Regions from separate parts of the Mus musculus genome. Here regions 1, 3 and 4 are each linked to region 2. The links are chromatin contacts, called in public HiChIP or PLAC-seq maps. All regions are on one chromosome and are shown on one strand. Each heading gives the region's core, a stretch centred on a gene start, on an enhancer-like site or on the middle of the called end of the contact. The rest is flanking DNA. Distances are from core to core; before and after follow the strand shown. Region 1 holds the start of P2ry1 (purinergic receptor P2Y, G-protein coupled 1). Region 2 overlaps Mbnl1 (muscleblind like splicing factor 1). Region 3 has its middle 42 kb from the start of Gm33650. Region 4 has its middle 16 kb from the start of Gm33650.

Evidence for each region. HiChIP or PLAC-seq counts read pairs in DNA pulled down with a chosen protein or histone mark.
Region 1: a contact with region 2 is called in an HNF4G HiChIP or PLAC-seq map of pancreatic cancer cells. The contact joins the promoter of P2ry1 here to the enhancer-like site in region 2. A contact is called at or near these places in 1 of 39 promoter capture datasets (liver), 4 of 484 Hi-C or Micro-C datasets (the G1E-ER4 cell line, embryonic stem cells, liver and 1 more) and 2 of 115 datasets of contacts at active chromatin or transcription factors (pancreatic cancer cells and stem cell-derived epiblast-like cells).
Region 3: a contact with region 2 is called in an HNF4G HiChIP or PLAC-seq map of pancreatic cancer cells. The contact joins two enhancer-like sites. A contact is called at or near these places in 3 of 484 Hi-C or Micro-C datasets (all in uterus), 3 of 115 datasets of contacts at active chromatin or transcription factors (embryonic stem cells, epiblast stem cells and pancreatic cancer cells) and 2 of 9 other capture datasets (adipose tissue and pancreatic islet).
Region 4: a contact with region 2 is called in a FOXA1 HiChIP or PLAC-seq map of pancreatic cancer cells. The contact joins two enhancer-like sites. A contact is called at or near these places in 3 of 15 datasets of contacts at CTCF or cohesin (CD8 T cells, large pre-B cells and pro-B cells), 33 of 484 Hi-C or Micro-C datasets (CD4 T cells, CD8 T cells, CD8 central memory T cells and 20 more), 6 of 115 datasets of contacts at active chromatin or transcription factors (CD8 T cells, bone marrow-derived dendritic cells, epiblast stem cells and 3 more) and 2 of 9 other capture datasets (embryonic stem cells and liver).

What each region holds. Positions count from the first base shown.
Region 1 is chr3:61,001,523-61,004,222 of GRCm38.p6, forward strand. It overlaps P2ry1 (purinergic receptor P2Y, G-protein coupled 1), which reads left to right and starts at 1,263. Exons shown (of 2, transcript NM_008772.5): 1 at 1,263-2,700. The coding sequence starts at 1,920.
Region 2 is chr3:60,616,549-60,619,248 of GRCm38.p6, forward strand. The region is part of intron 6 of Mbnl1 (muscleblind like splicing factor 1); the gene reads left to right. Among named protein-coding and RNA genes, the nearest start is that of Mbnl1, 120 kb to the left of the region's middle. Within about 2 kb of position 1,278, at least 68 of the 459 cell types and tissues checked have an H3K27ac peak or open chromatin away from gene starts, as enhancers often do. A contact at or near this core is called in muscle stem cells, pancreatic cancer cells and stem cell-derived epiblast-like cells, where this site is marked.
Region 3 is chr3:60,266,151-60,268,850 of GRCm38.p6, forward strand. No RefSeq gene overlaps it. Among named protein-coding and RNA genes, the nearest start is that of Gm33650, 42 kb to the right of the region's middle. Within about 2 kb of position 1,396, at least 9 of the 459 cell types and tissues checked have an H3K27ac peak or open chromatin away from gene starts, as enhancers often do. A contact at or near this core is called in pancreatic cancer cells, where this site is marked.
Region 4 is chr3:60,323,932-60,326,631 of GRCm38.p6, forward strand. No RefSeq gene overlaps it. Among named protein-coding and RNA genes, the nearest start is that of Gm33650, 16 kb to the left of the region's middle. Within about 2 kb of position 1,375, at least 9 of the 459 cell types and tissues checked have an H3K27ac peak or open chromatin away from gene starts, as enhancers often do. A contact at or near this core is called in pancreatic cancer cells, where this site is marked.

The DNA of each region.
Region 1 (2,700 bases), core at 13-2,512, 380 kb after region 2:
GGCTATAGAATATAATCGAAGGTATTCTATCCTCGTACTTTTTTTTTACAAGAAAAAATGTATTTGTTAATATGGCACATAAAATACATTAATCAGTAGATTGTCAAGAAGGGCTTGGTTCCATTCTTGGGTGGGTCTGTTTAATCATGTCTTCAGGTAGGAAACAATCCATTTAGTTTACAATTAAACACTTTTTTTTTATATATTGCCCACATTTTTTATGCATTTGGAACCCTAGACTAAGATTTACAAAAAATAAAATAATTACATTGGTCTCTGTCTAAATTTGAAAGGTATCTACTAGAGGAACAGGCATTTTAAGAAATAAGATTCACAATAAAGCCAAACTGTAAAGTTATCCCTCAACAAATGAACCCTCTTTCTTTATAAAGCTGTGTTTAATATTCAGCTTGATTCAGAATCATTTTCACTGTAGTCTCTATTATTTAAATGTATGTAAATGGTAACTGGAGGTTGGAGGGAGGGCGCTTGTTCTTTCCAGCAAGTGTTAGCAGTCAAGTTGGACTGATGATGTGTGCTGCGTTAACTAAGCAGTTAGACCAGGTTCTTATGTACATTCTCACAATAATGTTACCAGTGATGCCGGTGTATTAGCATTTTTCTAAGTAGTGCAAAAAATAGTATTTGGATAAAGCAAACAACAATAAAAACAAACAGACATGAAGGGCAGAAAGCGACTTGCCCATGCCGCTTACCACCCTCACTCATTCAGAGCTGGCACCCTCTGGGATCAGCAGGTTCCTACACGCGTTGGGCAAAGCAAGGCGCTGTGCAGGGCCAGGGCGTGCCCACCTGCAAACCGCTGGTTGTCTGGAGCCTGCAAACACCTTGCGAGTTCCGGGGAGGCTCCGGAGATGTCTGTCTCAGACTGCTCAGCTCAAAGCTTTAGACACAACGCTGCCAGCGTCCAGAAGGTTTTCAGCGTGTCAGCAACTTCACTTTACAGAGCTAGCTGGTGGAGGACCGAGGAAACCCCTCCAGCCATACGCTGGCCAGAAGCCACCGCTGCCCTAGAGCACCTTTTGTTCTGACCACTGATTCGAGTGGTGGCGGCCTTGCCAGGCGTGCAGGGGCACCGCGATCTCTGCTTCCAGAGGCCACCTCCCGCCCTGGGCGCCCAGCCCTGAGCCGGCGGCCCGGAGCTTGCACGGCGGAGACACGCCCCTTGCCTCCCCGCGGAGCACAGACTCGCCCGGGCTCCTAGGCTCCGCCCACCCCGCTGGGAGCCTGGCTTTCTCTCCTGCCCCCTGCACTCGAGACCCAGCCGAGCGCGGAGACGAGCTGCAGCCTTCATGGACTGTGAGCGGGGTACAGGGTAGGTAGTACGCCAGGGTCCGAGGCCACGCGCTCTCCAAAAGACCTCCAAGGTTGAGCGCGGGCTCAGAATGTGGCCGGAAGAAGAGTCGCGGCGTCCCTGGTGAAGGTCCCGGGTTGCAAGGTAGGGAGTAGGCAGATGGCCAGGCAAAGTTGATCAGAGAGGAGGTGGTTGGCCTGCGCCTTCGGGCCGCTGGGAACAGCCGAACTACTTGGACTTGACCCGCCGCGCCCCAGGCGCTCTGAGCAGCGCCTATCAGTCGCCCTGCGCGGGAGCGCACTTGCAAACTTGGTGGAGGTGCCCTGCGCGTCCTGTTGTGTAACCTCCGCGCCGCCAGCTGGACCGGGAAGTTGCCCGCACGTCCTTCAGCTTAGATCGGTCGCAGCTCCGGGCGAATTTCATGGCCCGCGACAAAAGCGCGGCCAGAGCCGGCGTGGGCGAGCCCCTGCGCGCTCCGACCCGTGGGGAACTCCCGCGCGCGGTCCCTGGCCTGCGCCTCCGATGCGCGCTGAGTCTCTCGCCGCTGCTGCCCGCTCGCCGCGGTCTGCCCTTTCTAGTAGCTGCCTGAGTTGGAAAGAAGAGGATGACCGAGGTGCCTTGGTCGGTTGTCCCCAACGGGACGGATGCTGCCTTTCTGGCGGGCCTGGGCTCGCTTTGGGGAAACAGTACTGTCGCCTCAACTGCAGCAGTTTCCTCTTCATTCCAATGTGCCCTGACCAAGACCGGTTTCCAGTTCTACTACCTGCCGGCTGTCTACATTTTAGTGTTCATCATAGGCTTCCTAGGCAACAGCGTGGCTATCTGGATGTTCGTTTTCCACATGAAGCCTTGGAGCGGCATCTCCGTGTACATGTTCAATTTGGCTCTGGCTGACTTTTTATACGTGCTCACCCTACCAGCCCTCATCTTCTACTACTTCAACAAGACTGACTGGATCTTCGGGGATGCTATGTGCAAGCTGCAGAGATTCATCTTCCACGTAAATCTCTACGGTAGCATCTTGTTCCTCACCTGCATCAGCGCACACAGGTACAGTGGCGTGGTGTACCCTCTCAAGTCTCTGGGCAGGCTCAAGAAGAAGAATGCCATTTATGTCAGCGTGCTGGTGTGGCTCATTGTGGTGGTGGCCATCTCCCCTATTCTCTTCTACTCTGGCACTGGGACTCGGAAAAACAAAACTGTCACCTGCTATGACACCACGTCCAATGATTACCTGCGAAGTTATTTCATCTACAGTATGTGCACGACTGTGGCCATGTTCTGCATCCCTTTGGTGCTGATCTTGGGCTGTTATGGATTAATTGTTAAAGCTTTGATTTACAATGACCTGGACAACTCTCCGCTCCGGAGGAAATCCATTTACC
Region 2 (2,700 bases), core at 28-2,527:
TGAGAACACTTGAAATATATATATTTGATAAAATAATTTATTAACAAATTAGTAAGTGAATGGCTAGGTATGTGCATCACAAATCTAGCACATTGAGCTATGGTGACAGTATTTAGAGTATCACATTTTTGTGATATTAGAGAATGAGACAGTTTATTTTAGACTTAGAAAATTAATACATCATGCTCATATTAGATGTTACTAGGAAACAAAACTTTTTGTATAGTTCATTTCTGAAAACTGGCCATTTCCACATAGAATCAGGTGCATCATGTACATCAGCTAGCTGAAACATTTCATTAAAATATTCCATGATGAAATGAGAGGTGTGCTCTTGGATACCTTGTTCAGACTGCCTGATAGGGGTACCCAAGGCCTCATGCAGCTCCCTGGCCATCTTGTTGTGTTTGTGGATAGGAATCCTTGAGTGGTTGCTTCCTAGGGTTGCACAGACAAACACAGCACAAATTGCTATGTCTAGTGATTTTTGTCCAGGTTTTTGAGACATTTGTGTATTTATTTACAAATTCTTTGGCTTGAAAATATTGGCGATTTTATCTTTTTAAACTCCCTCTAGAACTAAAGGAAGTCAGCCTTACCATAGATTCAAATATAATCACATGTGTAGTGTCTTGGACAGAATAAGCTCATTTCCCAAAATCTAGCTTATTTTATATGCATATACTATAGAATTAATACAGGTGAAATATTCTATTAATTACAGTATAATTTAGAAAATACACTGTATTTTTCACAGCTTGGATTTTTAGGGCTATGAGGTGTGTTGCTTCAACAGTAACTGTAGATGTGTGGGTCTGTTTCATTGAAATTACAGGGAAGCACAGTGTGCTAGCTCCATAGAACAGGTGACTACATATATAGGAACTAGATTCTTGACAATGAGTCAAGGATTCTAGCTAACCATCTACCTAAAAGAAAAGAACAAAACCCAAACAAACAAACAAACAAACAAAACCCCCACATATTTAATGTAAGAAAAGACTTAGACTTCCATAGCATCTGATCATCTGGTCCACCATTCATGATTCTATCCTCCCACCCCCACCCCATGTGTCTGTCCATCATTCTGTCTTCAGCTCCCTGGCCTCTCCTTCCCTCCTTCCTTCTCTTCTCCTTGTCTTTGTCTTGCCTTTGACTCACTTAGCACACATGATTACATGCCCTGCAGGATGCTGGTATTTACACTAGACCTGCCAACAGGTAGGGGCAGGTAGGGGCAGTGTTTCCTGCCCCACAGTGCTCCTCTTTGTTTTCCACATTCCATTCCAAAGAGTCACCATTGGCTGAGTAATGACTCAGTAATTGCCTGCCAAATACCTCTTAGATGTCTTCTCTCCTTTTTTTCCTCAAACCCAAAGTTTGGCTTGACTGTCCATGCTCCCAGTGAGAAATATGGGGCCTAGTGAAGTGTAGCGATTTGTCATAAGTTACATGGCTCTGGAAACTTTTAGCAGAACTTTAAGGGAACTGGGCTTGTTTCTCAATAGCTATGAGCCTGTCATATAACTGCATTAAAAGGAATTTCAGAATACAGCCCTTACAAATCCCCAAACTCCACACCTTTTTTTATGCCCTTTATCTTATTTAAAATATATTAAGTATAACTGCTTTATTAAGTTCAGTGGGGTTTTTTGCTCATTTAATTGATTTTTCAGTTTTAGCTACACAGTTTCTTGTTTTATCTTTAATCTTCAGAATTAAGCTGATCATAAACAGACCAGCTATAATCTACAGCCCGTTTATGTCATAGAAATTAATTTAACCCCTTTGATATGCCAGAAATAAGACTTTCAGTGACACTGATTTTATTTGATTTTATTTTTGCCTTAAATATAAATAAAGGCAAGTTCTAACTTCACTGGACCTGAAGGAAGTAAAGACCATTCCTGAGAGAATTTTGAGGCTATCCTCTAGTATCTTTCCCCCTCTGTCTCTTACCCTGTGTAGCCCAGGTTTGAAGATGTTCTCCTATTTTCATTCAGTCCCCATGATTCACCTTAGCCATTACATGTTTGCAAGACCTTGAATACAAGCATCCTGGACCAAGCTCATAAGCTCATATGTAGTCTGTGCCTTAAGAATCTTCCAATGGCAAGGCGATGGGAAGGAATGGCCCTCGGCCCCAACAACTCATGGCTCCACAGACTTCCATGTTCTCCATCTTCAGTTTTCCATAATGATTTTAACTTCCTTGGAAGCATATCACTTCTCTCTACCTATCATATTTCTCTCAGCCAGTGCCATCAGACAGTTTTTTAAAGAGCTAAACTAGTTTAAGACAACTAATATGTTGGCTCACATTACACTACTACTAGAAATAAAGAAAAGGCCAGGAAACTGTTAGATGGTGATGTAGATGTTTGGACCAGCGAGGCAGAGAAATCTTTCACCTGTTGCTTTTATTATAATCAATATAAGTATAAATATTTATAGTTTTTAAAATTTATGTTGAAATATTTATAAATAGTAAAAATAAGGAAACTATTACATAATTGAATCTCAGTTTTAACAATTTATTGACTGCAAATTTTTAAGTAGTAAAACAATATTTATTATTTTTAGAGTATGTCAAATTATCTTTATAGTTCTTACTATCAACTTAAATAAGCAAAAATTATCACAAAGACATTCCAATTAGATTCCTGACTATAACATTTTCTCTCTTCTATTTATGTTTTT
Region 3 (2,700 bases), core at 146-2,645, 350 kb before region 2:
AAATCTTGCTAGTGTATACAATGGTGTCAGCATTTGGAAGCTGATCAGGGGATGGATCTCTGGATATGGCAATCACTAGATGGTCCATCCTTTCGTCACACTTCCAAATTTTGTCTCTGTAACTCCTTCCATGGGTGTTTTGTTTCCTATTCTAAGAAGGGGCAAAGTGTCCACACTTTGGTCTTCATTCTCTTGATTTTAATGTGTTTAGCAAATTATATCTTATATCTTGGGTATCCTGAGTTTCTGTATTTACCCCACACTAACATTAGAGAAATTATATCAGTGTTTCAGTGGTCTTTGGACACTATTAACTTTTAATGTTACTAAATGTAGAAACACTAGCTAGGCAATAAAGTAGTAATTCATAGCAGTCCTTTTCAATATCTGTAAATATAATATGAGTAATTCATAAACAGGAGCCTCCCAACTGTAGAATTTTATTCTTTTACCTTCCCATTGTTGGAAAAAAGAAGAGACTTAGGAGTGTGCCATTAAAAACACAAAAATTTCTCATTTATAAAGAGCTTTACATAACTACTTTGAAATAAAAGATCTATAGTGAAGAGAAAGCATACATATAGTTATACATATAGTTTTTTATTGTTATTAAGAAAGTAAAAAGAGTGAACTAATATTTCTGGTATGATTCCTCTGGATGCTGCTGTCTGCTTCAACAGTCCTCAGTGCGGCACTCTCTAGTTAGTGGTACTTAAGGCTGTTCATTCCTCACATTACTCATTTCTCAGGGAAGAGAAGGAACTACTTCTCAAGCTATTGGTCTCTCGGCAGAACAGTCTGCTTGTGGATTGGAATTGTATGGGAAGTTGGCGAGAAAAGAAGTTATAAACAATTTATTTGCCTTTGAAATTCAAAATTTATCTTAGACTATATGTAGTGTGTGTGTGTGTGTGTGTATATATATAGGTGTGTGTGTTTGTGTTTAGGTGTGTGTGTCTTTGTGCATGTGTGTGTTTATAAACTTTGATAGGTCATTATAAAGCCAAAATAACTGTAGAGTACTTGTGTGTGTGTGTGTGTGTGTGTGTGTTTTTAGTTGTATGTCTTAAAAGCTTCCCTTGTAAGCCTCCCCACTCACTAGACTGTAAACTACAGGCAGGCACTGTGTCAACTTTACCACACAGCTTTGTCTCACATGTCACATCAAGTAGGCTAAAATATCTGTCATACTAATGAAGCAACTTCTTCTAATTACTGTCTCCTTTCCTTAAGGGCAGGCTTCTCTCATTCATTATTTATCTCTGATTTTAGGCAGCATTCTTCTCTCTTTGCAGAAACCCTTTACACCTAAGCAAAGTGCACAGTCTTCATTTATTTGCCTAAGTCAAGAGCCTTTGAACCACCCCAATGCTGGTGAACCTTTAACAATATTAAGTACTTATCCACACCCCATACTTGAAATTCCTTTTTCCACTTTGGCCATTGTCAACTTATTCCACCCTTCTCCTCTTAGGTAAAAACATTTCACTTTTGTGTTTATATTACTAAATCTTGACTACAAGTCTATTTACCTATCACTTCACTTGCTTTTTCAGGACATTTTCTTCTACTCCTTGACCTTCAGCTGCCAAACCTTAGTTGAAAAAACCTCAATCAATGTTCACTTTTTGTCATTGATTTCTGAATTTTTTTTGCAGAGTGAATGTCTCAATTCAGGTATAATTTAGAGCAATTTTAACTCCACAACAAAAGGACTCTAGCTAGTTTAAGCAAAATAAAAGAAAGGGAGAAAAGGTTATTTGCTGGAGATATTACTGGAATGTGTCAGCAATCCTAAAGGGTGGGGAATGGTTAGTGAAAGAAACCAAAGTCCAACTGGAGGTGAGAAAATATCCTTTCAGTCTCAGCCTGGATCCTGCCTCTCTCATTGGTCTGCTTATGCCTTTTCTCATCCTGATGACTTCTTTCCCCTATAGTTCAGTGGTCTCCATGTTTAAAAATCCCCACCTTCAGCCATTCAGAAAAAAAAAAATCTTTATTGTTCTCTCTGTTCTACTGAAATAATCTGAGGCAATGACTCTCAATGGGATATCTTAAAAAGGGGTTCTACCCTAGTATGTTCATTCTATGTGCAGAAAAGAATTCATTAAAAAAAGAAAAGATAACTTCTTGAAAACTGTGTGCAGTGAAAAGGCATGTTTGAAGAGCAGAAAATGGTAAAGAAATAAGGTTCACTTAAACAGACTAATACATTCTCATTCCACTATCCTAGACTCATAGCAAACAGAACCCTGGGGCCAAACTTAACTGTTGTGCACTGACCCATCCCTCCTTCCTGAAAGAAGGGAAGAAAAATAACCTATGTCCCTTCAGGAAAGTTATGATCCTATCCCATTCAGGGTTGGAATTCCTGCATTCACCCACCAATATACTAGTTTGTTAGTTAAGCCCTGAATCACCTAATGGTTCTGTCTTTTCAAACCTTTTGACACTACCTTCCTCTTTTAAAATTACCCTTCTGGCTGTCTCTTAAAAGCCATCATTTGAGCAAAATCTTGCTAGTGTATGCAATGGTGTCAGCATTTGGAGGCTGATTATGGGATGGATCCCTGGATATGGCAGTCTCTAGATGGTCCATCCTTTTGTCTCAGCTCCAAACTTTGTCTCTGTAACTCCTTCCATGGGTGTTTTGTTCCCAATTCTAAGAAGGGGCAAAGTGTCCACACTTTGGTCTTCATT
Region 4 (2,700 bases), core at 125-2,624, 290 kb before region 2:
AATTCATTGTCTTGATGAGGCAACCGAAGAATAAATACTCCAAAAGATTTGGAAGGAAGTTTGAGACTATGGTGATGGTGTCTAAAGTTACCAAAAAAAAAAAAAAAAAAAGTCCTGGCAACATTAAGTTGGCCAAGTAGTCAATGAGTCCAGTTGCGATTTAAGAAACTGATGTAGACATTAGCTCACACATTTTGAAAGAAAAATGAACATGAACATAAAAGGGCATGGGAATAATAACAACTCTTGTTGACATTTTCAAACATATTTTCTACCATGCTTCCCAAGGTTTCTTCAGAAACCAGATCAAGATCTGCTTCTGATATAAAATCACTTGTTCATTCCTTCAGTCAAAATATTATTTTCATGCTACGGCTTAGAGCCATGCTTTTGAATAGGAAACTTAAAAATCAATGAGTTAATCTGTTCATGATTACTGGCCTGGTGCCTAACTCTAGTAACTTGTTTGTCATCAAATTTGTAACTTTTTTTTGATTAAATGACACAAAATAATGTAATGAAGAGAAAATGTATTACAAATGGCAAATGATTGCTTAAATATCATGTAATACACTCAAAGACCAATACATAATGCCTCATTTCAACTTCATAGTAACTCTGTGAGTTAGGTATTGTAGGACTATTTTCCAGGTGAGGTAATGCTTTGGAACAAATTGCTTTGTATCCAGGAAAGGACAGAGCTTGGATTTATTCCCAGATATGTATAAGACTCAGTATTTGCTCTCAACCACTGTAAATATTGCCTCTTGGGCTAATAAAATTCTGTCTCCTTTCCCAAGAATACAGAATTTTCTTTATCTTCACTTTTATTCTAATGCTTCACAAGTATTTGTGTGGAAGTAACAGGAAGAAACAAAATATAAATAAATGTTTTAGATAATCCTGCTCTTCACTGCCATCATTGTGGTATAATTAGGGAGTATTATTCATATTCATATATATAATTTATGTTCGGTGGTGGTAGTGCATGCATTTAATTCCAGTACCTTCAACGCAGAGTTAGGCATATCTCTGAGTTTGAGTGAGTTCCAGAACAGCCAAAGTTGCACAGAAAAATATTGTCTCAAAAAACCCAACAAGGAGAAGGAGCAGTTAGAAGAGGAAATGAAAAGGAGGAGGAGGAGGAGGAGGAGGAGACATATTTTATTAGTTACTTTTCTCATTGCTATAACCAAGTACAATAAAAGAAGCAACTTAAGGGAAGAAAGCTTTATATTGGCTTATAGTTCCCAGTGATACAGTTTTATGACAGGAAAGCCATGATGGCAGAAGCCCAAGATTGTTTATAACATTACATCTACAGTCAGGAATCAGATTGAACAAATATTGAAACTAGGTTGTAAGTCCTCAAGGCTTGCTCATTCCCAGTTCCTTGAACAAGTCTCAAACTCCTCAAAATCCTACAACTTTCTGGAACGGTGCTGTAATCTGGGGACAAAGTATTCAGATGCATGAACGTATAGGGCATTTCACGTTCACATCATAGTGCACACCTTAAGGAATCAGATCATCAGATTTTAGGCCTGCAAAGCATCCTGATTCACTCCAGTAGGAACAACTCCATATTAAAAATATAAAGGGCAAAGAAAATAAATGTATACAATGAAATTTGTTAGGGATCTCTATCTCTACTTAAAAGAACATTTCATTTTATTGCTGTTGCATATTTAAGCTACTGGTGACAGCATCTTCTGGAGTTTATAGTTGTGTGGTATATGGGCACCTGAAGCAAGCTTCACTCTTAGGAGTGAAATATAATCTAGAGTTTTCCAAAATACTGACCATTCCATAACCCTAACTATCTGTCTTTGTATTTATGCCACAACTTTTAGTGAAAGACACTTACCCAAATCAGGATGATAACTATCAACACTCAGACAACTAAGGTATGAGGACAAGAGTCAAGCCACAAGACTGAAGGAACCTGACTACACATTCACAGCAAGATTTTGTCTCAACTTAAAGAGTGAGACAAAGGGAGGAAGGGAGAAGGGGTATAAATTGAGAGAATCAAGGAGGGAAGGAAGGAGGAAGGAAAGAAGAAGAGAGGAGAGGAGAGGAGAGGAGAGGAGAGGAGAGGAGAGGAGAGGAGAGGAGAGGAGAGGAGAGGAGAGGAGAGGAGAGGAGAGGAGAGGAGAGGAGAGGAGAGGAGAGGAGAGGAGAGGAGAGGAGAGGGACATCGTGTGTCTATGTGTCTGTGTCTCTCTACCTTAGCTCTCTCCACTGAGAACACCAGAATGGTTTCTCTCCAATAGCAAAGAGCATCTCTAGCACTTAGACCTTGATTTGGGCAAGCAATATTCCCTTAAGAAAAGTAGAAATCAGTGGAGAAAAGATTCTATGAAAAGGTTGGTCCGAGAAAGTGCAAGATGAGCCCAGACTAATTTGTTATATTTTAACAGGTAAAACATCCAGAAAATAATGGGAAATGCCAATAAAACACAACAAAAGTACCTTTAGGGAGCCCACTGAAGAAATGTGGAATTTTAAGATCAAATACAATGAAAAATTAAATAAAATATTTCTCTATATGTGCCAATAAATGTAAATGAATAAATTAAAATTTTGGTGAGGAATATTTATCTGCTTAAATTCAAAGTAGCTTCCTTAGGAAACCTTAATTACAAATAGAAAAAAACATAGAAAATTATCAAATTTTTGTCACCAAAATTCTGTTCA